Linked DNA regions of Lactuca sativa: region 2 is linked to region 1. A link is a contact called in public Hi-C data. All regions are on one chromosome and are shown on one strand. The core of a region is the stretch at or near the end of the contact, and the rest is flanking DNA. Distances in the headings are between cores, read along the strand shown.

Region 1 (2,910 bases), core at 211-2,710:
TATTTACCTATCCTTTTTTAATATTATAAAAAAACATCTTTTAGACTCAATAGCAAAGAAAAGACAAAGTTTTAGTATACCATGTAAATAGATTACATCGATAAATCTTATTGGAAAATGTTTGGGATTGATTAATTTTGGTTAAATTAACTTGCGTTGTCTGGGCATGCCGAGAAGCATAGTAAGAACCTTTCACAAACTTATTCTTTCGTTTAACTGGTTTGAATCTTCTTATTGAGTTTACTTTCTCAAGGATAAATGAGTACACCATACACTCTTGAAAATAGGGTTGGGAATATTGTGAGTATCAATGTTTTCTTAGCAATAAGAGAAGATATTAGTATAAAACTTGCAATATAAATCATTTTTAATTACAAACAAAGATATGTGAAGGATTATCTTTAGAATTTAAATTGCAATATATAACATACAAATCGTATGGAATTTTCATTATGTTCCATTCCATGCCTCGCAAACATGTTTCTGGAATGGAATTACTTATTCTGTTATCTTGCTTTTACGATTACCTATCCATTTCATTTCTTTGTTGTTCCATTCTTTGCAACCTCACATATCTCAAAAAAGTAATTCTGAAATCCATCATACAATAAAAAATGTTTTATAAACTCCTTTAAGGGAAGAAGAAAGATAAGACTAAATGAGTATATGGTGTTAATCTAATTATGATGTTCTTTCATCTCTATTTGCATGTTTCTAGATTGTTTCTTGTATTATCTATAAAATATTGTTGTTATATTTGAAAGTTCATTTTACCCTTTTCATCTTTTTGTGTGTATATTTTAATATTTCAGGTTTTTTTAGAGTATTTGAGGAATCGTTTCTGCTTGGTAGTGGGGTAAAGTCAAGGGCCCTAAAACTGGAGGGTAGTTGTATTTATAGCCACTTAAATATTGAAGATTTTGGTTGGCATTAATTTCAATAATCATATGTACCTTAGAAGTGAAAAAGGATTGAAATTACTCATATATGACGTGGAAGGTCATCCACCTAAATTTATCGCGTCACAAGTGAAAAGAGAATTGAAGTTACTCATATATGACGAGGAAGGTCATCCAACTAATACAACAAAAAGTTATGTCTATAAAAAGATCCTTCAACGATTATAGATATTTAGGTGTTTCATTGTTTTTTTTTTCCAGACATTTCAATGTTACCAATAATGCTAAGTCTGTTTCTATTACTTTATTTTTTTTATAGTTCCAATTTTTTTATACCTTTATATGTACATTTTTATATGTTCCCCGCGTTTTACGCGGGTGATAATCTAGTTTTATCTATAATATTTTAGTATTAGAAAAGGCCACTGTCCATAGATGGAAATTGAATGGACATACGGGAGATAAGAGATTGAGACTTTTAAAAGTACATAATGATCCAGTGGGCTTTTAAAGTTAATGGGCTGCCTACATGATTAGTCTTAATGTCTTGTATCAACAAGACTTTGGTTACAGCGACACCAATCATCGTCAAATTGCAGAGTCGCCATTGATCATCTCTATCTCTTTCTCTCTCTGAAACACACAGTATAAGATACAGAGATAAAGGATGGTAAGAGAAGTATCGGAAAGCTGTATGGATAGCTTGTTAACGGAGATTGTATCGTCGTATTGCAACCGATTCTACGCCAATAAGCCGGAGCTCGCTGCTCGGAGAATCGAAGCGATTGGTTACCAGGTCGGCCATCAGCTCTCTGAAAGGTACGTAAATCACCTAACACATACACACACAAATTCAATTCAACCTCAATTTTTATATCATATCGCGAAATGATTCTATTTATTAAGATTGTAGGTCAGTTTGGTTGGGTATTGGTTATGTTTCCTATGTCTGTATTTATCGATCCAAATTTACTCACTCTTTTGACTATCAGTTAACATAAACTAGGGTTCTTTCCAATTAAACTACCTCCACAGATATTTCATATCACCACTCTAGGATTATAAACTGTTGAATTAAGAATTTTTCAGGATTTTACATACATACATTTAAACTATAGAGTATCTTGTTATTAAAATCAATCTTCTTATTCGTATTTCACTATGAGATACCTTAGTTAGTATGTCGACAAAAAAACTATAGTAACTGAAAATGGCGAGTTTTGATTGTTGTGTTAGGTATACAATGGAGCGCCCAAGGTTTAGTGATCACCTAGAAGCAATCAAGTTTATCTGCAAGGATTTCTGGTCAGAGCTCTTCAAGAAGCAGATAGACAATTTAAAGACTAATCATAGAGTAAAACTTCATATCTCAAGTTCTACAACTAAAAGTCATTGTTTTAAATGTTTAATTCGGTGGCTTTTTTGTTCTTTTGTTACAGGGTACATTTGTATTGCAGGATAATAAATTCCGGTGGCTTTCACGCATGTCAGGAGATCCATCAATGGAGATCTCTGGTGCTTCTCAAGATCCTTCTGCCATATCTGAAAACAAAGCAGCACAAGCAACAGGCATGCATCTTTACTTCCCTTGTGGAATTATAAGAGGAGCACTTTCAACTTTGGGAATCCCTTGTGCTGTTTCAGCTGATATTTCAAACCTTCCTGCATGTAAGTCTTCAACTGCCTTCTCTGTAAAAAGAAATAAATATTACAGTATATGATAAATTATTACAATCACATGGACTAAATTTCTTAAAGACAAGATAAACAAATCAAGATCATAAATCATTAATTTGTTTGTAATGTTGTTGAGGGGTTTTTTCAGGTTCGTTTGTGGTGCGGATAAAGGTGTAGGGATGAGTAGAAGAGTTTATAAAAATAGGCCGAGAGGTACTCACTCGACTTTTTCCTGATCTTCAAACCAAGCTCTATATATACCTTTCGTTTTCTCTTTCATGATTATGTAAGTAAACAGGATTTGAAACAAAGTAATTTAGGTGTTAATAAAAGT
Region 2 (2,910 bases), core at 153-2,652, 160 kb before region 1:
GTATGATTCGATGATATGAATGTTAATTATGGCTTAGTTGTTATGTATGGTATGTGATATTTGGGGGAGCTCACTAAGCTTCATGCTTACAGTTTGTGGTTTTGATTTCAGGTACTTATAGTTCGAAAGCGAAGGACCCAACTTGATCGCAGCGCACACACCCGTGTTTTCCGCAATATGTGATTCTGGGATTCAACTCTGATAATTGTGTCACTTAGAAATGTTTTTAAATATTTGGATCAAGTTACAATCTATGTTTTAATTATAATAAAAATGGAAATTTTATCCTTGATTTTTGGGATGTTACAAACCGCTTTGCAACAAATTAAATACTTAGGGTCAAAAAAAGAAATTACTTGAACAAAAGGTGGTACAAAATGATTTTTTTTTAAATATATCCGTTAAAAAACGGTCAAAAGAGCAACGTTAAAAAATTGGTACAATGAAACTTAGGCTTGTTGAAAATAACTGATACCTGATTACCCAACCCGACCCGTTTTGAATTCAGGTAGATCGGGTCGTGTAAATCGAGTATCAGGTTAGGAAATTCGGGTAATCGGGTAACCCGATATTTATATAGTTCGGGTGTTGGGTAGGTTTAAAAAAATCTGTATATGCTTGAATACCCGATTAAAAAACCATATAATGTTATTAACCTATTGATCCAAATGACTATATATACTTACATTTTAACCCTTCATTGTTATTTAGTCAAACTGACTTTTATAAAATTAAAATGAATGTTTCAAAGTAAAATCATAAATCTGATACAAATAAATATAGTAAAAAAGTAAAGAAAATGTTAGTCATCGCATAAATTTTAAGAAACAAATAATTAATATATGGTTATTAAACTACAAAGTTTTACATAGACCTAATTCTTGCAAAATGATTGTTGCCGGAAATCTTATACCTTTAATTTCATGGTAATATATAGCTTTTATGTTTAACTTCACGATGCCCAAACTAACCATAAAAATTTTTGCATTCAAACCCAAATGTAATAAAATCCAATTAATGATACTTAAGTAATTTTAGATATACCTGAAAATACCCGATCCGACCTAAAACCCGAAAACCCAAATTGCAATATAGGTTGGGTATCTTGTATTATTATTTTAAGGAAAACCTGATCTATTTGATCCAATCTACTCGAAACCCAAAATTTTTATCCGATCAACACCCTTAATAAAACTCCCGGTGCCTTGACGCAGCCCCAACCCTTCCCGCACCGCCACAAGTACAGAAAATGGCACATCTTTCGGTCTTATTTGTAATAAAAAAATCTTAACATTACAAAATATAAGTTGCTTCGGCCTTCCTCTCTTCGGTGGCGTATAATTTGATCAATGAGTTTTGGATACTTTGGGCCAAAGTCCAAAACCACAAAAAATAAAAAAATAAAATAGAAAAGAACCATTGAAATCTTGCAACGTTCTCTCCAAGCCACCACACAACATATAAGCTCCATTTTGCCTTCTGCAACCACATCGCGGTTTTCGTTACATCCATTGATGATGGAGAGAGCTGTTCTTCTTCGCTCTATCTCTTCATGTACTTCACATGCGTGTATTCGAACCTTCTCTCGTTCTTCCCATCGTCTTTCCTCCAATCGCCACCGTCTTATCCCCAATATCCACCGCCGTTCTCCTCTTCGCCGCCACCTCCGCCAAATCTCCACCGCCTTGCCATCCCGCCTTCATTTCAGTTCTCGCTTCTCGCCTGTAACCCCCAAAGCCATCGCAACTTCATCTCCACAGTTCTCACCTGGTATGACTAATATCACTACTAATTCATGTTCCTTCCGCTTCGTTGACAAAGAGCTAAAGTTTCGTACTTTTTTGGAAAGAAAATTGATATGGAGTTTGTTACAAATTCTACATCAGCAATTCAGCATTAGTCCTTTTTATGTTAATTGCTATACAGACATACGGAGTTTTAAATTACAGTTGTCCTTCAAATGTTATTCACTTTTATATCAATTACAATTTATCCTATTTGAATTCAGAACTCAAGTTTTAGCTGTCTTTCGAATACCGCTGAGAGGACATGATATTATTCACGACTGATTTACCGGATTAGGTTGTCATAGTCACTCATTATCACTTGTTAATGTTAATTTTAGGGTTTACTGCTTGTTTGCAGATGCTATTGGCGCTCACGATGATGTTGCTGAGAAGCTTGGATTTGAGAAGGTCTCCGAGCAGTTTATTGAGGAGTGTAAGTCGACAGCTGTTTTGTATAAACATAAGAAAACCGGTTGCGAAGTAATGTCTGTATCAAATGACGACGAGAACAAGGTCTTTGGCGTAGTTTTCCGAACTCCACCGTAAGTTTCCTTTTCAGAATCTGAAAACTGCTGTGTATTGTTTAATGCTTGTATGCATTGTAATTGAGACAGCTGATTAATCCATAATCCATTAGTGCATAACTGCATATGTTATACTAATCGTCACTTCATCCAACTATTAATGCAGGAAAGATTCAACTGGAATTCCTCACATATTGGAACACAGTGTATTATGTGGTTCAAGAAAGTATCCTCTGAAAGAACCTTTTGTTGAACTACTGAAGGGGAGCTTGCACACCTTTCTAAATGCGTTCACATATCCTGATAGGACATGCTATCCTGTTGCATCCACAAACACAAAGGTTAATAACTTTTGACTAATTATTGGAAACAAACATAGGTGATAGCCTTCCCAAATCTAGTTTAATAATACATGTTTTTTCTTTAATTGTAGGATTTTTATAACTTGGTTGATGTATACCTGGATGCTGTCTTCTTTCCTAAATGTGTGGAGGACATTAAGACTTTCCAACAAGAGGGTTGGCATTACGAGCTGAATGACCCTTCAGAAGAAATAACTTATAAAGGTTAATATCAAGTTTCCTTCTCTATGTTATCAA

Evidence for each region. A called contact is a pair of places that touch in the nucleus more often than the background predicts.
Region 2: a Hi-C map of leaf shows a contact between it and region 1, with 5 times the contacts expected there. The contact joins the promoter of LOC111877788 here to the promoter of LOC111877766 in region 1. A contact is called at or near these places in 3 of 4 Hi-C or Micro-C datasets (leaf and seed).

What each region holds. Positions count from the first base shown.
Region 1 is chr5:263,888,440-263,891,349 of Lsat_Salinas_v11, reverse strand. LOC111877766 reads left to right here and starts at 1,460. Exons shown (of 4, transcript XM_042902856.2): 1 at 1,460-1,718; 2 at 2,136-2,253; 3 at 2,357-2,567; 4 at 2,725-2,910. The coding sequence starts at 1,567. The coding sequence ends at 2,753.
Region 2 is chr5:264,048,330-264,051,239 of Lsat_Salinas_v11, reverse strand. It overlaps LOC111877788 (presequence protease 1, chloroplastic/mitochondrial), which reads left to right and starts at 1,402. Exons shown (of 20, transcript XM_023874307.3): 1 at 1,402-1,770; 2 at 2,146-2,329; 3 at 2,478-2,652; 4 at 2,745-2,877. The coding sequence starts at 1,515.